Regions from separate parts of the Sus scrofa genome. Here regions 1, 2, 4 and 5 are each linked to region 3. A link is a contact called in public HiChIP or PLAC-seq and promoter capture Hi-C data. All regions are on one chromosome and are shown on one strand. The core of a region is the stretch at or near the end of the contact, and the rest is flanking DNA. Distances in the headings are between cores, read along the strand shown. Region 1 holds the start of RSRC2 (arginine/serine-rich coiled-coil protein 2). Region 2 holds the start of TMEM120B (transmembrane protein 120B). Region 3 holds the start of DIABLO (diablo, IAP-binding mitochondrial protein). Region 4 holds the start of PSMD9 (26S proteasome non-ATPase regulatory subunit 9). Region 5 holds the start of WDR66 (cilia- and flagella-associated protein 251).

What was found. Promoter capture Hi-C pulls out the DNA fragments that hold promoters and counts their contacts. HiChIP or PLAC-seq counts read pairs in DNA pulled down with a chosen protein or histone mark.
Region 1: a contact with region 3 is called in an H3K27ac HiChIP or PLAC-seq map of alveolar macrophages. The contact joins the promoter of RSRC2 here to the promoter of DIABLO in region 3. A contact is called at or near these places in 1 of 5 promoter capture datasets (liver), 1 of 47 Hi-C or Micro-C datasets (brain) and 1 of 2 datasets of contacts at active chromatin or transcription factors (alveolar macrophages).
Region 2: a contact with region 3 is called in a promoter capture Hi-C map of liver, with 2.6 times the contacts expected there. The contact joins the promoter of TMEM120B here to the promoter of DIABLO in region 3. A contact is called at or near these places in 1 of 5 promoter capture datasets (liver) and 1 of 2 datasets of contacts at active chromatin or transcription factors (alveolar macrophages).
Region 4: a contact with region 3 is called in an H3K27ac HiChIP or PLAC-seq map of skeletal muscle, with 3 times the contacts expected there. The contact joins the promoter of PSMD9 here to the promoter of DIABLO in region 3. A contact is called at or near these places in 1 of 5 promoter capture datasets (liver) and 2 of 2 datasets of contacts at active chromatin or transcription factors (alveolar macrophages and skeletal muscle).
Region 5: a contact with region 3 is called in an H3K27ac HiChIP or PLAC-seq map of skeletal muscle, with 4 times the contacts expected there. The contact joins the promoter of WDR66 here to the promoter of DIABLO in region 3. A contact is called at or near these places in 1 of 5 promoter capture datasets (fetal skeletal muscle) and 2 of 2 datasets of contacts at active chromatin or transcription factors (alveolar macrophages and skeletal muscle).

Annotation. Positions count from the first base shown.
Region 1 is chr14:30,239,617-30,243,454 of Sscrofa11.1, reverse strand. RSRC2 (arginine/serine-rich coiled-coil protein 2) reads right to left here and starts at 1,392. Exons shown (of 10, transcript XM_013982805.2): 1 at 1,210-1,392. The coding sequence starts at 1,215. KNTC1 (kinetochore-associated protein 1) reads left to right here and starts at 1,467. Exons shown (of 65, transcript XR_002338925.1): 1 at 1,467-1,708.
Region 2 is chr14:30,955,914-30,960,312 of Sscrofa11.1, reverse strand. It overlaps TMEM120B (transmembrane protein 120B), which reads left to right and starts at 2,963. Exons shown (of 13, transcript XM_021073234.1): 1 at 2,963-3,246. The coding sequence starts at 2,978.
Region 3 is chr14:30,497,055-30,501,311 of Sscrofa11.1, reverse strand. DIABLO (diablo, IAP-binding mitochondrial protein) reads right to left here and starts at 2,427. Exons shown (of 6, transcript NM_001190216.1): 1 at 2,325-2,427; 2 at 1,174-1,300. The coding sequence starts at 2,374.
Region 4 is chr14:30,819,516-30,823,805 of Sscrofa11.1, reverse strand. It overlaps PSMD9 (26S proteasome non-ATPase regulatory subunit 9), which reads left to right and starts at 1,671. Exons shown (of 6, transcript XM_003132874.5): 1 at 1,671-1,938. The coding sequence starts at 1,801.
Region 5 is chr14:30,789,856-30,794,165 of Sscrofa11.1, reverse strand. It overlaps WDR66 (cilia- and flagella-associated protein 251), which reads left to right and starts at 1,304. Exons shown (of 23, transcript XM_013982831.2): 1 at 1,304-1,500; 2 at 2,870-3,363; 3 at 4,257-4,310. The coding sequence starts at 2,887. PSMD9 (26S proteasome non-ATPase regulatory subunit 9) reads left to right here. Exons shown (of 6, transcript XM_003132874.5): 6 at 1-645.

The DNA.
Region 1 (3,838 bases), core at 143-2,642, 260 kb after region 3:
GTTTGAACTGTTTTTAAAAAATATTTGAGCCCAAATAAAATAATACTATTCTTTAAAGTAGATTAAGAGGCCCCAAACACGATTTAAACAAAGAAAAACACCCCATCGACTAGCTGCACAAATAGCCTGCCAAGCGATTTCAAACTAGTTCTAAATCGGTTAATAAAAAAAGGGGTTCTAAATCAAATCAACTGGGCATGGGAGGAGGGAGGATCTTCCATGATTTCTAAATTCCAGGTACTCCAGTGATTAGGATGAGCTACAAGGTTTTACTTATGCTTCATTTCCAAAAACAAGAAAATACAACTTTTTAGTCAATGGAAAAAGAATACAAAATTCTCGCATTTTTCTTTTAACAGGATAAGTAAAAGGAAGTAATCACACAATAATGTGATCTATCAGGACTGGACATCTTATACCCAAAGAAGGTTTATTTTTCGAAAGTGGTGATTTAAGAACCGTACTCTCCATTTAAAATTAAATGGGCCAATGAAGAACTCTTAAGTTTAAAGTAACAACGTCAGCGACAGGGCTGGATTATGTTTCTCAGACTTCAAAATGACTGCATCGAAAGCCACTTCGGAAACAGAGCATCAATCAGAATTCGTAGTGCCAAAATCTTCTCTTAATTAAATCGAATTTTTACTCCCTTCCAGAAACACGTTATCTAGCTGCTAAGGAATAAACTAAAGTACACAGATGGAACACTAACGGAAATTATGCAACTGGAATCGCCTCCTAGCACTCAGGCAAAAAAGGAAAAAACTAAAAACAAAAACGCTACAAGACCGCTCGCCCCCCACGTTTCTATCCCTTACAGGCACCGCCTTTATGACCCAACACTTTTCACGGACGACTCCAGGTCCCACCGCGAACATATAAATGCCTAAGCCCTAACAAAATTCAATATAAATCACTAGACTAAGCTAAACTGCAGTCAGTTCGGTGGGCCAAAAAGAACACACAGCTGGGAAAGAGATGAGGAAAGTTCTGGAAAAAAAAGACACTCCCTGCGGCTCCCCACCCCCAACGACACCGCCTCACTTCCCCCTCCCTAAAGGAGGCAGCCATGATGGCGGGCGCAGAAGAAGGCCGCGGCGCCATTTTGTCCACACACAAGCTCGGACAACAGCTCTGGGAGCCCTTCATCCCTTCTTCGGACAGTAGCAGAGAAACATCCCTGACTTTAAACTCAGATTCGGCACCTACCGCCATAGTCCACAGTCCTGGCCGCTGGAGCGGCGCCTCCACTTGCCGCTTTCCACAGTACCGGCCGCCTAGACGATTCGCCACAGACTGAATCGCTCGAACGAGAGACCCGGATGGCACAAACGGGCTAAGGCCCGGCGCGTCGCACAGCCTGCTGGGAGGAAAAGGGGTGGTGATGAGTTTCTGTAGCAACGCTGTTCAACGGTGATTGGTTGTTCTTTTGAAGGGGGCGTGTAAGGCCAGGGATGGGGCGGGGCCAAGAACACACCCTAGAATGCAGTTTCCTGGTTCTCGGAACCGGTGGAATTTAGGGTGGGGCGACTTCCTATTTCGATTCTTAAGCAATCTTGGCCTCCGCTGGCTGCCGTAAAAGGGGTTGGGCTTGGTGATCTCCCGCCAATTTAAACCTGTGGGATGGGCCCTGACGCGTCTAGGAGCCGCTGTGGGTGTCCGAAGAGGGGCTGTAAACTTGACTGTTCTTTAGTTTCTTCAATTGCGGGTGAGGAGGGGGAACCGCGCTGTTGTAGCTTGCGGGGGGTGGGCTTATGTTGAAGTAGCAGAGGCCTCAGCTCAGTCCGGGGTGTTTTCCCCACTAGACGCTGGCGGGAGAGAGATTGGGTTCTTGCTGGCCCCGGTGTCCAGCTGAGAGCATTTACGGCCTGAAGGCCTTGCTGAAACTGTTTTTGCCTAATTCGTTCATCTTTTCACCCGGCAGCCAGTGTAATCTCAAATCGTTAATAAAATCACGTTCCTGGTCATCTTTCCCTCCCTAGCACTGAGGATTTAACCCAGTCTTGAGATTGGGGATTCACTTAGCTCCACCTATCTAGTTCCCGCACTTTTCCATTCTTGCTCAGGCCTGGCAGCCGCCCCAAACTCAGTCCATCCTCTGAGCCTTTGCACCGGGCCTGCATCTTTGTTCCCCCTGAGCTTTGCATAGTTGACTTCTTGGTATTAGGGTCTCTGCCCACATGTCTACAGTTGCCAAACAGGTCCTTCTTAGGCGTTCCTCCCCCCCTTCTTTTGTACACTCTTTGTAATTATGCAGTATAATAGTTAACAGCTGGTGTGAATTTGAGTCTACAAATTCGCAGATGAGTATAGCTACATCATCAATTCGCTTTAGGTGACCTTGGCCATTTACTTAGTCCCTGACTCATGTTTCTCAGCTGTAAAGTGGGTTGTTGTGTAGATTAAAAGAGTGATTCATTCACTCTTCATTGCCTACTCAATACCGCAGTATATTTTATTTTTGTATGTCCTTCCTGTGAGAATATAAATTTCATACTGTATTCTCAGCTCCTAGAACAGTGACTGGTATGTATTAGGCATTCAATAAACAGTTGTTGAAAGAGTTGAGTGTGACAGACCTGGGAGGCTGACACTATTTAACTATTTTTACAGAGATAGGACACTGAGACCCATGAAAATTTTCACTCCAACCTTTCCTTCCCATCTCCTCCCAACTACCACCCAAACATAGCCATTAAAGCTCTTGTTTATTCTAATATGCGTTGTTTCTGTACTCCTGTTTACACTTCTATTAAGAACTCTTTTCTTGGGCGTTCCCATTGTGCTCAGTGGGTTAAGCACCCAACTAGTGTCAGTGAGGATGCTGGTTCAGTCTCTGGCCTCACTTAGTGGGTTAAGGATCTGGCGTTGCTGTGAGCTGTGGTGTAGGTCACAGAAAAGGCTCAGATCCTGCGTTGCTGTGGCTGTGGTGTAGGTTGGCAGCTGTAGCTCCAATTCAACCCCTAGCCTAGGAACTAGGGAGAACAGAATGCCCAGATCCTTGAGGGAGACTAGGAGGGACACTTGGGGGCACAGCCGGGGGGGGGGGGGGGGGGTGGGGGCGGGGCAAGGAGATCCAGAGACACCTGATGAGAGTTTCAAGGATGATATTTAAGGGAGAATAACATGCAAGGGAGCAGCCCAACAAAGGGGCTGGGAGACCCAGAGAAGGCTTGCTTGTTGACTGTCTCCTTCCTCATCAGACTCAATTCCATGAAGATAGGGCTTGTTGTCTGTTTGTTCCCTGTTGTATCCCAAGGGAAGTAGCTGGCAGAGCTTCTGGGATGTGGTAGACATTCAATAAACGCTGCTGATGGAATGAGTGGGTTGTCACGGTGCTGGGGAATGAGTGACAAGTGGCAGAGGTGCAGTTGGCTGAATCTCTTGAGAATGTGGGGATGGAGATGGGGGGTGCAAAGCAAGGGGCCCAGACTCCTAAGGGGGTGGCCAGAGGAATCAGAAAACACCAGAGTAGCATCTCACTGGGAGGTGGGAGGGAAGGAAGAGTAGTGGAGGCCACTGACCCCACAGAAATGAATCTGGGGAGGCCTAGGCATCTGGGGACAGGGAAGAGACTTGGAGAGTGTTGGGAAGGAGAAAGTGGAAAACCCAATGCCAGCTGCCAGTGGCGGGGGCACCAGGAGAAGCAGTGATTGTCTGTCCATCCATCCATCCATCTATCCATCTACCCATTCATCCCAGCTGTCCATCCCTTCCTCCATTCCTCACTCATTTATCCATTCATCCTCCAATCATCCATCCACCCGTCCCTTTACCCACTTAGACCACCAGAGAACTCTCCCTCTTTTCCTATATTTAAAAAAGCTCCTGGAGTTCC
Region 2 (4,399 bases), core at 1,714-4,213, 460 kb before region 3:
TTTGGTCTTTTTAGGGCTGCACCCACAGCATATGGAGGTTCCCAGGCCAGGGGTTGAATCAGAGCTGTAGCTGCTGGCCTACACCACAGCCACAGCAATGCCAGATTTGAGCTGCAGCTTCGACCTACACCACAGCTCACAGCAATGCTGGATCCTTAACCCACTGAACAAGGTCAGGGATCAAACTTGCATCTTATGGATGCTAGGCAGATTCTTTTCCACTGAGCCACAATGGGAAGTCCCCTATTTCATCTTTTTTTTTTTTTTTTTTTTTTTTTGTCTTTTTGCCATTTCCTGGGTGGATCACACAGCATATGGAGGCTCCCAGGCCAGGAGTAAAATTGCAGCTGTAGCCACTGGCCTATGCCACAGCCACAGCAATGCTGGATCCCAGCCACATCTGCAACCTACACCACAGCTCACAGCAATGCCGGATCCCCGACCCACTGAGCAAGGCCAGGGATTGAACCTGCAACCTCATGGTTCCTAGTCAGATTTGTTAACCACTGCGCCACGATGGGAACTCCTATTTCATCTTTTTTGAGAGGTATTGTTGTGGGTTAAATTGTCTCCTTAAAAGATATATTGAAGTCCCAACCCCAGAGATGAGAATTGTAATTCAAAGTCAGTCATTAATTAGCTGGGAGTCTTGGAGTTCTCACTGTGGCACAGTGGTTCAAGGACCTGGAGTTGCCACAGCTGTGATGTAGGTCGAAGCTCCTGCTCAGATTTGATCCCTGGCCTGGGAACTTCCATATGCCTTGGGCATGGCTAGAAGAAATTAAAAAAAAAATTAGCTGGGAATCTTGAGTAAGCCATGTTCTTTTTCTTGCCTCTGTTAAGGATTGCCGGAGTTCCTCTCTGGCTCAGCAGGTTAAGGATCCAGCATTGTCACTGCAGTGCCTCAGGTTGCTGCTTTGGCAAAGGTTTGATCCCTGGCCCCAAGACCTTCCACATGCCATAGGCATGGCCAGACCAAAAAAAAAAAAAAGGGGGGGGGGAATTGCCAGTATTTTTCTGTGTGCTTATGTGCATACTCTCCATTTAGAGTTCTTAGAGGCATCTGTGAACCCCCCAAAATTGAGGACCTCTGTAGTATATGATCTTTAATTTTTATTCCATCACCAAGTATTTGCCCTGGGGATCCAGTGACAACCAAGACAGAAATGAGATCCCTAAGGTCTCATGAAGATTACACAATCATGGAGGGAAACATACAGCACGGAGACAAACACCTTCATATAGTGGTAACTTTTAAGAAGGAAATGAGGGCGTTTCCGTCGTGGTGCAGTGGTTAAGGAATCCGACTAGGAGTCATGAAGTTGTGGGTTCGGTCCCTGGCCTCACTCAGTGGGTTAAGGATCCGGTGTTGCTGTGAGCTGTGGTGTAGGTTGAAGATGTGGCTCAGATTCTGCATTGCTGTGGCTCTGGTGTAGGCCGGTGGCTACAGCTCCAATGAGATCCCTAGCCTGGGAACCTCCATATGCTGTGGGAGCGGCCCTAGAAAAGGCAAAAAGACAAAAAAAAAAAAAAAAAAAAAAAAAAAGGAAGAAGAAGAAGAAGGAAATGAAACAGATAATATATAAGTGACTGAGAGGAGACTTGAACCTCTGGGTGTTCAGGAAAAGGTTTTTTTTTTTGTTTGTTTGTTTTTCCAGAGGTTGTTACAGGTTGACTGTGTCCCTCAGAAAGATATGTCGAAATCGTAATACCCACTACATCAGGAGTGACCTTATTTGTTTTTGTTTTGTTTTGTTTGCCAATGCCTGCAGCATGTGGAAGTTCCTGGGGCCAGGGACTTGAACCCAAGCCACAGAAATGACCTGAGCTGCTGCAACACCTGATCCTTAACCTGCTGCACCACAAGAGGATACCAGAAGTGACCTTGTTTGGAACTACAGTCTTTGCAAATATAATTAGTTAAACTGAGATGAGTTCATGCTGGAGTCGGGTGAACTCTTAATCCAAGGAGATTTGTGTCCTTATAAGAGGAAAGGACTCACAGAGACAGACACACAGGGAAGGAGGCCATGTAAAGAGAGACAGAGATTGGAGAGGTGAAGTGAGAGCCAGGGAATGCTAAGAATTGATGGCCACCACCTTAAGCTATGAAGAACCAAGGAAAGATTCTACCCAGAGTCTCAGAGGGAGCATGACCTTGCCGATTTGATTTCTCACTTCTAGCCTCCAGAACTGTGAGAGAATACATTTCTGTTTAAGCCACTCAGTTTGTGGGACATCATCCAGTTTGTGGTTAGGGCAGCCCTAGGAAACTAATACAGGTATTATTTGACCTAAGGCTAGAATGATGAGAAAAAGGCAACCATATGAACATTTAGAGGGAAAACTGTTCCAGGCAAGGGCAGGAAGAAAAAAATGTGGCTGGAGAGTATTGATCTAGGGTGGGTGAGAAAGGAAATGTCACTGGAAAGCTAGGCAGGGATAAATCTTGCAGGATCGTGCTGAGGACGGAATTTGGATTCAGTTAGCATTGAGATGGTTGTGTTGTTTGATTGACAGAAACAGCTGTCAAGAGAGTGACCCAGAGTCTTAGAGGGCAGGATCTAGGATGTATTAGTTGCAGTAAATAATGACAATACGAGATGACAGGGCGCTGCCCTGCGCTGCCTGGCGACCTTGCTGGACGGTCAATATCAGTTCTAGAATTATAGGCTGTCGTTGGCTTTGGCTCAGTGAAGGCAATGCCAAGGGGTGGTGACCTTTCACTTCTCCCGTTTCCTTTTTCCCTTTCGACCCTAGCCCTTCAAATACACGCGATCTAAGTAAAATAAGCTCTATGAATGCGGCTTGCGGACAAGACACACACACCCGGCCCAGAACCAGGCCAGAGAGATTCTGGAGGCGGAGAAGCATTCCCAAGGGGGTAGCTGCAGAGTGTGCCAAATCCTGCAAAGCTACAGCAATCGCCCGGCAGGCGCGCGGCGTGCGGGGGCGGAGCCGGAGGAGGTGCGTGCGCATGCCCGGGGCTTGCCTCCCGGAGAGGGGGTGGGGCGGGAGCCGGGGCGGGGGCTGTGACGTCAGGTGCGCGCGTGGCTCCGGCTGCGCAGGAACAGCTGGTGCCTCTGAAGGCGGCCGGCGAGCGGACTGGCGTGAGGTGCTGGTGGCCCGCCGCGCCACGCTGCGGGAGCCACCGCCGCCGCCTCGCACCGCTGCACCATGTCCGGCCAGCTGGAGCGTTGCGAGCGCGAGTGGCATGAGCTGGAGGGAGAATTTCAGGAACTGCAGGTAGGACCGGGCCACCTGGTCCCGAAACTGCTACCTGACGTGTAGTGTATTCCCCTTCCTGCTTCGCCAGCCAGGACAGGGGGAACCAGCAGGGCCCAGAGGGTTTCCCCGGCTAGGCCCTGGGGGCTGGTGGTCCTCGTGGGCCAGCTCCCTCTCGTCTCCCTGGACTTCATTTCTTCATCCACCTGGGGCGCCGGGTCGAAGCCCTGGATTCCCCCGCCCTCGCACCGGCTCTTTGCTCCGTACACCTCCTTCGCTGTAGAAAGTTGGTCGGTGGCCTCTGAGGGGAAGTTCCAGGCGTGTCCATGTTGGGGAGGCCTGAGGGGACAGGTATGTGCCGGGACTCAAAGTGCAAGCCCAGCCCCCATCTCCCCCAGGGTCTCCCCAAACCTCACTGCCGCCCACCAGCTGTTTTGGCAGCTGAGGTCCCCCTTTACTCTGGCGGGGCAGCCCGGTCCTCTGCAACTCTATTTTGGTAGATGTGCTTGGGAGCCATTCACCTTGAACCCACAAGCTTTGCGTAAGGGTGAGAGACCCTGTTCTCAGTCTTTGGGGCTCCTGTGTCTGTGTCTGTCTCTCTGACGCTGCTACAGGCCGAGTTTGGCGTTGTGGATGACATCTGTCAGTTCTGACCTAGGTTGCTTCCCTAAGTGATAGAGGGCTCAGCTCTCACCCCTTTGGCCCAGGGTCTTATACTGGGTGGGGTGAGGGTGGGTGTAAGAGAGGCCCCTTGAGAGTATGGCCTGATAGGAGGTTCACAGAGGCCTCAGCCACCTTTTCTGCTAACCAGAGACACCTTAAGAAACCTTGGGGTTGGCCAAGAGGGATGTCTGGGCAGTTTTTGGAGATGGGGCTGTTCCCTCCGGAGCTACTGGATTGTGTTTGTTTTCTCCAGAATTGGGCTCTGTTTGCCTGAAATCATGTGGAGCACCAGCAGCCCACTCCTTCCTAGCCTCAGCTGGAGCAGTGACATTTCCTGTCCATGTAGCTCTTACCTGCAGTTGGTTGGCCTCTTACTGTGTCCAGAGGAGGGAGCAGGGAGATTGGCAAGGGTGTCTGTGATGAGTCTTTCTAGGTCCTGATGAATAGAGAGAGGGTTGCTGAAGAGATTGAGAAGGAAGGGTACTGTTTGAGGCATGCTCAGAGAGTAAGG
Region 3 (4,257 bases), core at 1,178-3,677:
AGCATCCATGAAGACGAGGGTTCGATCCCTGGCCTTGCCTTCCTCAGGGTTAAGGACCTGGTGTTGCTGTGAGCTGTGGTGTAGGTCGAAGATATGGCTCAGATCCTGCATTGCTGTGGCTCTGATTCAGGCTATAGCTTTGATTTAGCCCCTAGCCTGGGAACCTCCATATGCTGCTGGTGTGGCCCAAGAAGACAAAACAAACAAACAAACAAACAAACCTATGTCAGATCATAATAACCCTTTGTTTTGATTTTTAGGGCTGCACCTGAAGCAAATACAAGTTTCCAGGTTAGGGGTCGAAAGTGGAGCTACAGCTGCCAGCCTACACCACAGCCACAGCAATGCTAGATCTGAGCTGTGCCTACAACTTACACCACAGCTCATGGCAACACCGAATCCCTGATCCACTGTGTGAGGCAAAGCAGCATCCTCATGGATATTAGTCAGGTCAGTTACCACTGAACCACAACAGGGACTCCCAGAACATAATTTCATGTTAAAATCCTCTGTGGATTCTTTTCCATGATAAAATCCAAAGCTTTACAATGGCCCACAAAGTATAAAAATCAAAGTACATTTTGGTCTTCAGGTAACTCTCTGGCCTCATCTATTACTGTTTCTCTCTCATTCCACTTTCTCCTTTTCCTTGTCTCCAAAATGTTAAGCTTTATGAAAGCAGAAACTTTGATGTGCTCTTACGGTCTCAATGCAGGGCACGTAAAACTTGCCCAATAGGAGTTCCCTGGTGGCCTAGTAGTTTAGGATTCAAGGTTGCACTGATGTGGCTCAGGTTCAGTCTCTGGCCCAGGAACTTCCACATGCCTCACAAGGCCAAAAAAAAAAAAAAAAAAGGTGCCCAATAAATTTTTGTTGAAAGACTATTTTGCTGATACTGTCATATGCTCTTTCCTTTCTTCCCTCTTTATAAAATTTGGTGAACTTGACATATTGTTCCTACCAAATGAAACTATCAAAATGAAAATATTAATATAACATTAGCTCAACTCTAAAAGATGATGCTGGTATAGAAGAAAGTATATGATCACATGGGGATGTATGGGATGCATGGGTAAAACCATGAGAGCTAGTTAGATGTTTCAGTGCCCACTTGAGACTTCAAGAAGACACAATACACTAAAACAAGAAACACTGAGTGACAAGACAGTTTACCTGTGCAATAGGAACTGCACAAAGGGTTACCCCAAGTCCAACCACCACAGTTTTGTGCCATGGTCTTATCAGTTCTGAGAAACAGCGCTTCTTAAGGTTAGCCACGACTGGAACACATTGTCTGTACCTAGAAACAGAAGTCAAATTTAATAAGGCACAACCACCGATCTGTTTTGTTTTTGTTTTGTTTTTTTTTAAATGGCCACATCTGTGGCATATGTAAGTTTCTGGGCCAAGGATTGAACTCGTGCCTCCGCAGCAACCTGAGCTGCAGCAGTCGGATTCTTAACCCACCGTGCCATGGCAGGAGCCCGCACAACCACCAATCTGTAAAAATCTTTTCAATTTATCTGCAGGGGTTGGAAACTCAAACTCGGGCCACGGTGGAACTTAAATGACGATGTAGGATGGCCTTCCGTGGGAAGGGGAGGGTGGTGGACAGGAAAGGCCCGGACTCGCAGAAATCAGCAACCGCTACTTGGCTCCTGAGAACCATGACCGTGCGGGAATGCGGGCTGAAAGATTTCAGAGTTTAAGAGGTACCAGGTGTGAACGTTTAAAAGGTGTCTCAAAGCTTTTAAAAATCTCATACTAAAATGCTTTCTACAGGGAAGATTAAGTCTGGTCCTCTACCCTAGGCTGCAAGGTGTCTCATGCTCCCTGAGACACAACACCTGGAGCTCGCAGGCACTGAGAGAGGAGCCTAGAGGCCGTAGGGAACAGGACTCGCAGGGAGACTCTGTTCCTGGGGTTCCTCTGCCCTCAGGGAAAACTTCCTCCAGGTCTGCCGCCTGCCCGGGGCTCTCCCTCTACTCTCCCCATTGACTTCGATGCGCCAACGGGAGTCACTTCGCGGGCAAACCTTGAGCCCCCTAAAAGAAAGCCCAAGGTTGGGGAAATTCGCTTTCAGTAGGTGGAATGACGAAAAAGCCGCCGGGAAGAGAGGAAGCCCGGGCCTAGCCCAGCAAGCGGGAGACCTCCGGACCCGGGCAGAGGCGGGACGTCTTCGGCCGAGAGAGGCGGGACGCCGTGACCCGCTCGGCCGAAAAGGAAACTGCTCGCCCGTAGGGCCGGGGCTGCGGTCGGTCACGGCGCTCTCAGCATCAACTCTCTTGGTTCGACCCTGACCTCCTATACAACCGTAGCGGTACCTGAAGAAGAAAGCTACGTTCCGCGACAGCCAACTCCGCAGAGCCGCCATCCCGCGGAAGGCGGACGCCGGACGCACACGTCGGAAGTGACGCCACCTCGTGAGCCGGGGGCGGGGCGCGGGCGCTACTTGGGTGGGCCTGGGCCCATGGTCACGCCCCCACCCCGTGACGCAGTCGGGATTGGACAGACGGGGAGGAAAGGGCGGGGCTGAGGGTAACGGCTGTAACGGCCTCGCAGAACACCCAACCGCCCGAGCTTCCGCTTCTGGCTGGGCGGACTCTGGGCCTGAGGGCACGGAGCAGACGGAGCGAAGTCGGCTGTCCTGAGGGGTGGTTGAATCGGGGCCCGGGGCTTCTCCTCGAGAGGCAGCCCCGGCCCGGCCGTGAGGCGGAGGATTCTCTCGTTAGTCAGCCTTGCGGGTCCGGCAGGACAGAGGCCACAGAACGAGCAGCTCCGGGACGGCGGGGGTGGGGGTGGGGGGGAAGGGTGGCGTAGGCGACTGGGGGCGGGAGGGGCGGGGAGCTGGGATGCGGCGCTGTCACTTCAGCACCAGGAAGTAGGTGGTCCAACCGGCCAGTAGCAGCGCCCCGATGAGCACGGTGTAGCTGAGGAGCACGAAGGCCAGCAGCTCTCGCAGCAGCTGCAGCACGTGGATGGTGGACGAGGCCGGCATCGCCCTGCGCGGGAGGCCCGAGGACCTGCGGGCAGGGGCACCCGGGAGACCCTGAGCACGCAAAGAGGATGGTTCCCTCCCTTGCCCACCCTCTGCTGGACACTGAACAAGCGCTGCTGAGCCAGGCACTGTTTAGGCACTGAGGATACAGGGGGCTAGACTAGGTCCCGGCCCTCTAAAGAGTAAACACTTTTCTTAAGGTGAAGAAAACCCAAAGTGCTGATTTTCTTCATAGCAATCACTGGACACTGTATTTACACTACAGAATTCTTTTAAACTGAAAGTTCCCCTCATTCTTCTGCTCCCGACCTGGACCTGGGCTTAGAGGAGAGAAGCCTGGTTGTTACCAGCCCCCCCCCACCCCCCGCCGCCGCTGCACTGGTCTTCATCCTCAGCCTTCTCTTCCCATCCACCTCCTGCATTTTTAATGTTGTGAGTGCTGCTAATGGGCTGGTGGAATAAAGCTTGCTTTTGCCATCACTCAAGCTGCACCCCTGGCTGTCGGCACTGCTTGGGAGGGGAAGAAAAGAAAGCAGCCCCCCCTGCAATACCTCTAGCCCCAAGGCTTATTAGTACACACGAGTCTGAGGATCCCTGCTTTGTGGCCAGGCATGCTTGCCCTTCTGGCCAGCCAGGATCAGAGTGCCAAGAGGTGGGTATCAATTGGATTCTGGGCTCATCTCCTTCCCCATCGGGCTCTTGTGCACCTGCTCCAGCCCCATCTCTTCCACCACAGATGGAATCAGATGGTAACAATCACAAACCAGTTCTTTACCTCCACTGCTGCCCTGCCCAGCTCCCCTCAATGCCAGCCACCAGCATCCCCCTCTCCCCATTTCACTCACTCAACAAAGTTTGAACGGCTCCTCCACCAGGGCAGCTCCACGGTCCCTCTCTGGTCTGGTGTCTGAAGGTAGGCTTGTGTGCACTTTCCAGTGATGTCAGTAGAGCTGAGGGATTTTCAGGCAGCAGCTGCTCTCACCAACTAGGTGTGGTCTAGAGACCAATCACAATCTCCACGTGGTCCCTGAGCTATCAGGGAGCTGCGCACAGGCGATCCCAGGCCAGTTCGGAAGCTGGCAACTCTGCACACCCTCTGCCTGTGTCACCATCACGGTCCCCAGAGCTCTGAGGTTCCCCAAAAAGCTCCGGACTTAGATGGGCTGAGCAAGGGGCACACTAGGGGGCATTTCACGCCTCTCTTGTCTTTTTTCCTAAACACTGCAGATGGGACATAGTCCAAATGCTTTTCTTACTCC
Region 4 (4,290 bases), core at 422-2,921, 320 kb before region 3:
TGGCTCTGGCGTAGGCCGGTGGCTACAGCTCCGATTCGACCCCTAGCCTGGGAACCTCCATATGCTGTGGGAGTGGCCCAAAGAAATAGCAGAAAGACAAAAAAAAAAAAATTCAATCAAGGATCATGCATTGCATTTATTTATTGTGTCTTTTTGTTTCTTTTTTTTTGGTGTCAATGTTAGAAATTTTAGTTTATATAAAAGAGATAATTGAACAAAATATAAGAGGCCTAATGTAATCAGTGCTATTTTTTTGTGTGTGTAAAGATTATTTTAGCAACTTTTTATTTTGAAATAATTTCAAATTTACAGAAAAGTTGCAATGATAGTACAAAGAATGTTCCTCTATGTTTCACCCGGAGACACCAATTATTTACACTGTCATATTTACATTTTCATTCTCTTGTCTGCAAATATATGTATGGACTTTTTTCCAAACCATTTGAAAGTAAGTTGCTTCTTTTGCCCCTAAATACTACAGAGGTCATTCTAAGGACATCATCTTAAATAACTACAGGTATCAAAATCAGGAAATTTAACTTTGGTACTATATTATCCATATTCAAATTTCCCCAGTTGTCCCAAAGATGTCTTTTATAGTTTGTTTTTTTTTTTTGAGGGAACCAGGATCCAATCAAGGATCACATGTTGCATTTAATTAGTTAATTGTTATGTCTCTTTAGTCTTTTGTTTTGTTTTTTGTGAACAATGGCATTCAGAAGTTCCTGGGCAAGGGATAAAACCCGAGCTACAGCAGTGACAACACTGGATCCTTAACCCATTGAGCCACCAGGGAACTCCTCTTTAGTCTTTAATCTAGGCAATTGCCTAACTTCTGTGTGGAAATTTCACAATAACGACCTTTTTGAAGAGCTTAGGTCAGTTGTTTGGAATGTCTCTCAAATTGGGTTTGTCTGTTTTTCATGATTGGATTCAGGACAAACATGTTTGACTGCTACATAGTGATGCTGTGTCCTATTCAGGGCAACATATTAGGAGGCACATGTTAAGATGTCACCGTTTGGGAGTTCCCGTCGTGGCGCAGTGGTTAACGAATCCGACTAGGAACCATGAGGTTGCGGGTTCGGTCCCTGGCCTTGCTCAGTGGGTTAAGGATCCAGCATTGCCGTGAGCTGTGGTGTAGGTTGCAGACGCGGCTCGGATCCCGCGTTGCTGTGGCTCTGGCGTAGGCCAGTGGCTACAGCTCTGATTAGACCCCTAGCCTGGGAACCTCCATATGCTGCGGGAGCGGCCAAAGAAATAGCAACAACAACAACAAAAGACAAAAAAAAAAAAAAAAAAAAAAAAAAGATGTCACCGTTTGATTAAGCTGGGTTCAAATTTGGGCTGCTTATTTTGCTAGTTGGGCAAGTGGGTTATTGAGATAGTTTTTTCAGCTGTCAAATGAGGGTAATAATAATAATCCTGGTTTTATGAGTTTGTTGATTAATACATATGGACAGTGTGTGATGCATTATGAGTATTTGATAAATTATTATTATTATTGTAGCACCTGCAGCATCTGTAAGTCCTGGGGCTAGGGGCTGAATTGGAGCTGCAGCTGCTGACATATACCACAGCCACCAGTCATACCCACACTCCACTAGTCACCACAGTACCAAGTGTTCCAGCAGGGTGTGGCTTCCGGTGGCACCGCCCTCTGACAAGCCACGCCCCTCTTTTCCTGGCGCCTGCGAATGGCGGTGGTGTTTTGGCCCGCCGGTGGAGCCGTAGCTACAGTCTCCTCGGGCGTTCGCAGCCGGAAAACCGGCTGTCCAGGATCCCGGACCGAGGTCCACAATGTCGGAGCAGGAGGCTAGGCAGAGCGGAGGTTCCCCGGAGGCCAGCGGGGTGACTGTAAGCGACATTCAGGCGCTGATACGGCGCAAGGAGGAGATCGAGGCGCAGATCAAAGCCAATTATGACGTGCTGGAGAGCGTGAGTGTGGGCACGGGGCTCCCGGGCGGGCGTGGGAGCCGCCCCAAGGCCTCCTGACGCGGTCCTGGGAACTGGGAGGCCTGGGAGGCCTGGGAGCTCAAGCGGTCGGTCCCTGCTTGAGCTCTCATGTGTGGATCTGGTTCTGCTTGGGAGGCTCAAGGCGCTGCAAGTGCGGCCTCTGTCGGTAGCAGGCAGTGAGGCAAATAACGTGAATAACTGGGACAATTAGTATTGACGTTCTAGCAAGCATTTATGGAGCCCTTGCTGGGTTCTGGGCGCTGTGTTAAGCGCTAAACATTGGTTAACTCGTTTAGTCCTCCCAGCGATCCTTTGGAAGGCAGCTGTGCTCACCACTATACCACCAACGCCACTGCCAACAATCCTTTGAAATGTGTTCTGCTGTTTACCCCATTTTAGGGTTGGGGAAACAGAGGCATTTCTTAAACCTGCCTCAGGTCACAGAGCTAATTAGTTTGCACAGGCAAGGTGATAATCACCTCTATCAGCCCTTGTTGTGTCCTGAGCTTTTTTAATCACTTTATGTTGGAGCTTCTTAAACTTTAATGTGTGTACGAATTACCTGGAGACATTGTTAAAATTCCGATTCTAATGGGGAGACAGTGTGCGGAAGCAGCTATGCATTTTTAGCAAATTCCCAGTGATGCTAACGGCGCTGGTCTCATGACAGAGCTTTGAGCGACAGGAAGTTCTCGTTATCCTTATGGTATAAGGAGGAAAGTGAGGCCTAGAGTCATGCATGTAGGAAGTGGCAGTGGTGAGGCTAGTTCCCAGGTCTCTCTGGCTCCAAAGCCACTTAATGTAAAACCACAAATCAGTTTGCAGAGGAAGAATAAATTAATCACATCTTATAAGGGGCAAATGGAATGCATTTTAGGTGATGGGAGTAAGGTGAAGTATCATATGGAGGCTGGGGTACTGTATGCTGAGTATTTACCTGAAGGGTGCTGGTTTATGTGTTATGTCATGGAATCCTCTCAGCTACTTTGTGAAGTTGGTATGTTACCCTTAGGCTCAGAAAGGGGAAGTCACTTGCTCAAATTCACAAAGTGGGATTCAGATCTGATGCTTATTGAATCCAGAATCAGTGCTTTTAAGTTGTGCCAGCAATTTCTCACACCTTAGATATTTTTTTTTACTTCAGGTGTATCTGTAAACCACCTGTACTATTATTCCCTTGATATTTTTCTTTGAGTTGACCCACCTTTTTTTTTTCCCTCAGGGGCCAGGGATTAGATCTGAACCACAGTTGCAAAGTAAGTCGCACCTGTGACAATGCCAGAACGTTCCACTGTGCCGGGCCTTGGATTGAACCTGTGCCCTAGCACTCCCAAGTGTGCCACAGTGGGAACTCCAAGTTGACTCTTTTTTTTAAAGATCATATGTCAGATTGTGGCATTGTGTGCTTTTTTTGTTTGATTTTTTTTTTTTTTCCCTTTTGGTTTTTAGGGCCACACCCGAGGCATATGGAAGTTCCCAGACTCTGGACTGAATCAGAGCTATAGCTGCCAGCCTATACCACAGCCACAGCAACTTGGGATCTGAGCTGTGTCTTCTACCTACACCACAGCTCATGGCAACGCTGAATCCCCGACCCACTGAATAAGGCCAGGGATTGAACCTACATCCCCATGGATCCTAGTTGGGTTCGTTTCTGCTGAGCCAGAACGGAACTCTCTGACCCTCCTTTTTTTTTTTTGGTCTTTTTGTCTTTTCTAGGGCCGCACCCTCGGCATATGGAGATTCCCAGGCTAGGGGTCTAATTGGAGCTGTAGGTGCCAGCCTATGCCATAGCCACAGCAATGCAGGATCCGAGCTGTGTCTGAGACCTACACCACACACAGCTCATGGCAACGCCGGATCCTTAACCCACTGAGCAAGGCCAGGAATCGAACCCACAATCTCATGGTTCCTAGGTGAATCCGTTAACCACTGAGCCACGATGGGAACTCCTGACCCACTTTTTTACTTAGATAATTTTATTTTAAAAGGAAATTTTGCAACTCAACAGCATATAAAAAAATGAGAATCTCTTCTCTTAAACATAAGGTGAAAGTGTATATCAAGGTGATCCATCCAAATATCTGTCAACTGATGAATAAATAAATAAAATGTGGTCTAACCATACAGTGGGATATTATTCAGTAAAAAGGAATGAAGTGCTAACACATGTTGCAGTGTGCATGAACCGTGAACATTTTGCTAAGCAGAAGAAGTTCATCACAAAAGACTACATATTTTGTGATTCCATTGATTGATTGACTGTGCCCGAGGCATGTATGTGCAAGTTCCTGGGCCAGGGATGGAATAAGAGCCACAACAGTGACAGTGCTG
Region 5 (4,310 bases), core at 55-2,554, 290 kb before region 3:
AAACTCCTTCCACTTCTGGAATAAAAGACCAGGCAAGTTTGCTTCTAATTTGACTTTCTGTACTTGAACCTCCTTGGCCACACTCAGCACTGTTTTGTAGACTGCTGAGGTCCATTGACACTGCTGATGGGAACCAGCAGTGCATGCTGACCTGTATTCTTGAAAACTCTTAATTCCTCCTTCCTTTTATTTTCTCTCTTTAACGCGGCAAAATGAGTTTCCGTGATTCCTAGTGACACCCTGTCTTACTTTCTCTCTGCACTGTATCACAGTGTTTATTTCCACAGTTCTTGGAGATCACTTTCTGTTTTCAGGGGGCATCTGACCTATTCTGCTGAGGCATGCCTGGGTTCCCTGTGACTGGATTTGCTTGGGTTGGACACAGATACCAGCTTGCCCTGACAGGAGTCAGTACTGGGCTGTACTAGCTGTGGGTACTCATGCCCAACTGGAAAGCCTTCCTGTTGAGTGTATTCCTCCCAGCTGTGTACTCCAGTCAAACATCCATGTCTATACCCCCTTTGTAGCCATAGATGTGCTGTGTTGACCAATGTTTGCTGTTTAAATTGTTCTAATTCCAAGTGTTTTCAAACCGATTTTTCTAAGCCCTAGACTATAATAAACACAACTTGTCGCATCCAGTAATCCTTTTTGCTTTTTGAGATGTATGCAAATGAATCAACCCAGCATTGGGGTACGGAGGTGGGAAGGGGAGAATCATTCATATCCTAAGATGCTAGCAGCACAGCATTTTGCATCAGTGCTTTTGGATGGTTTCCTACGTCTCCCTTCGGAAATCACAGAATGGCTACGCAGGTGGGCTGACTTTGTGAGATTCTAGTGGAGTCAATCTGCGGTGGAATCATCCTAATAGATTTAACCACACTAGTTTGGCAGAAACCCTTTGTGATAAAAACCGCAAGCCAATGTAACCTGTGTAGTATTTAATCCCAACCAACTGTAATTTTCTACACAGCGTGTAGTTCCCCGGGTGAAGCGGTGTTGGACAGATGGGTGCCGCATCTATGAGACCGGGAAATTTAGTTTGTTTTTGACAAGAGAATTCTACCAAACAGTTCGTACTTAATTTTGTCAAGCCTTCAGAAAGGCAGAATTGCTAGGATTGGCCGCTGCGGCGTCTCGGCGGGGGCGGCGGGGGGCACCATGGGAAAAACTGGAGAGAATGGGAGGGGAGGAAAGGCAGCCAATTTTCACGCCGAAGTCGCGGCGGCGCCTGTCTCTGCGGGGACCGGCAGGCGGCGTGCGGACCCGTTCTCGCCGCTTTCCGGACACGTGACCACTGTCCAGCCCTCTCGCTTTACGGCCCGTCGCCCGCGGCGGCGGCGGCGGCGGCGGTCACCATGGGGACGGGGCTTGGGTGGCAACCGTAACTAGGGAGCACGTGGAGGAGAAAGCAGCTGCCCCTAGGGGCCGGGAGGTGGACGAATTGTCCAGGCCGCGGAAGACTTCGGCTTTTGAGGAACAGGGTCGCGGCACTCGGTGAGTCTAGAGCGGGGCCTCCGTGGGAATACGGGGGGCTCTCACTCAACCTGCGCCGGGCCTGGGGCATTTCCAGGGAGACTTGAGCTGGAGGAAGAGCCACCCTCCCTCTAGCCCACCTCTGCCGCCTCCGCCACCCCTTCAGCAAGAGTCATTGGCAGAGTTTGACAGTCGAAAGAGTCTGTGCTAAGAGCCCTGGACTTGAAATCATAGCAATAATTTTTCAAATGGCTGAACTGAGCGTGGGAGAGGTTTGCTCATAGCTGTTTGATCTTGGGTAAGTCACCTCCCAGAGCTTGGCTCAAATTTGCTGTAAGGAGTAAACGAGAGGATGTGTTAGAAGTCTTTTAAACTTTCTAAGCAATTGCTGGCATTTCTTTAGCACTCTGTGTTGCAGCGGTGTTGAGCATTTTGCACATGTCATCTCTCTCATCTTCACAGCAACCCCAGAACTCAGGGTTATCGTTTTTATTTTTCCTGTGAGAAAATTGAAACTCCGAGGGCTAAAGTGACTTGCTTGTGGTCACAGAGCAGCTGAGTGATGGAGCTGGGATTCAGTGCTAGGAGAGGCTGACTGGAAAGCCCACACTTTTACCCCCTAAGCTACCTGCTTCTTCCCTTATTCATAGTATTCGGTTTGTTGCTAATGCCTGGGCTATCATTTTGCTGCTTGTGGAAATATGAATATATTTAAAATGATTTAGCTGGCTTTAAAGTTGTTCCTAGAAAGACGAGGCCCCGGCAATTATTATTATTACTATTTTTTTGTCTTTTTGGGGCCACACCCGTGGCATATGGAAGCTCCCAGGCTAGGGGTCGAATCAGAGCTGTAGCAGCTGACCTACGCCAGAGCCACGCCAGATCTGAGCCGTGTCTGTGACCTATACCACAGCTCACCGTAACACTGGATACTTAACCCACTGAGTGAGCCCAGGGATCGAACCTGCAACCTCATGGTCCCTAGTCAGATTCGTTTTCACTGCACCATGAAGGGAACTCCGCATTTTTTTTTTTTTAAATGGCCTTACCCATGGTATATGGAAGCTCCTGGGCCAGGGATTGAATCTGAGCCTCAGCTGTGGCAATGCCGAGTTCTTAACCAAGTGCACCTGGCCTGGGATTGAACCTGTACCTCCGCAGTGACCTGAGTTGCTGCTGTCAAATTCTTAATCCACTGTGTCACGGTAGAAATTCTCTGGGGTCAGTATTCTGAAAGATTTGGGATAGGCTTTCCCAGGAATATGGCATTCTTTTCATTCCTGTGGAAAGGAACAGTGCTGATGTTGTATGTTCCATTGATAGATTTGTGCACCAGGGAATCCAAATGGGAAACAGAGGGCCTTGCTGATTATTCTCAAAATTTCTCTAGAAACTCCACAGAGAAGAATGTCAGATGCGGAGGAAAACCCACTGGTGGAAACAGAAGAATATGGAGAAATAGAAATGGAAGAAGGAGAAGATGGAGGAGGAGGAGAAGAAGATCCATATTATAAAGAGCTAGAAAATATGCAAGAAGAATCCAAAGAAGATAACACATTAGCCTGGAGAGAGTCTCAGGGGGAGGAGGAGGAGGAGGGGGAGGAAGGAGAGGAGGGGGAGAAGGAAAAAGGGATGGAGGAGGAAAAGGGAGAAGAGGAGAAAGAAGGGGAAGAGGAGAAGAGAGTGGAGGAGGAAGGCGAGGAAGAAGAGGAGGAGGAAGAAGTTGGGAAGGAGGAGGAGGCTCTTAGGGAAGAAGTGGAGGAAGAGGCTTCAGGAGCCCAGGAGGAAACTGCAGTAAAGCCCCAAGAAGCCACCAAGTCCAGGAACAATTTGGATAGACTTACACCAACTGATTCCCAGTCAATCTTGTTAGGAACACTCCCAGTAAGTAGCAATTGTAACTCAGTCATTCATTCCTAATTGAACTCTCCACTTACCTGCCAGGCTATGGAGATATAAAACCAAATAAGACACAGTCCGTTCTCTTAAGGAGCTTTAAGATGTGTCAGGAGACAGACCCATAACCAAAGGCCAAACATTATAAAACTCAATGCAGTGACTGAGAAATACATAGGAGAGATATAGGAATGTAAAAGCTGACCTGACCCAGCTTGGAGGATGGTCAGGAGGTGGAGCTTGGACCAGTACTGACTTAAAGGCTAGGGGTTACTGGAGTGTACTTGTTTAAACAGACTCAGCCTGTAGAACTCAACTCTGGTACAAGGAGAAGTGACTCTGTGACTCTGTGATAGTTTTGGAGGCCACCAGTGCCACTTCGCAGAATGATTTTGCAGTTGTGGGTCTGTTAGGAGGCAGAAAAAAACCTGACACACCCATGATGCATGTTATTTGAGCACAAAATGTCCCAGGCTCCTTGTTAAAGCGCTTTTATGATTTCTTTTGTTTTTAGGGCCACCCCTGCGTCACATGGAAGTTCCCAGCCTAGGGGTAGAATCAGAGCTGCAGCTGATAGCCTACACTACAGCCACAGCAACACCAGATTTGAACTGCATCTGTGACCTACACCAACGCTGGTGGTGATGCTGGATCCTTAACCCACTGAGCGAGGTCAGGGATGGAACCCACATCTTCATGGATACTAGTCAGGTTCTGAACCTGCTGAGCCACAACAGGAACTCCAGGCGCTTCATAATTTCCATATGAGGCTAACACTATAACTGGCTGACTAGGAATAGACAGGAAATGAAATGAGTTCATGTAGCTGCCTGTACTGTATTTGAAATCATAATCTTTTTATCCCCCCCCTTTTTTAAAAGAAAACCTCTAGTAGTGGCAAGTCAAAGCAGTCATTACAATCAGAGCTTTCCGAA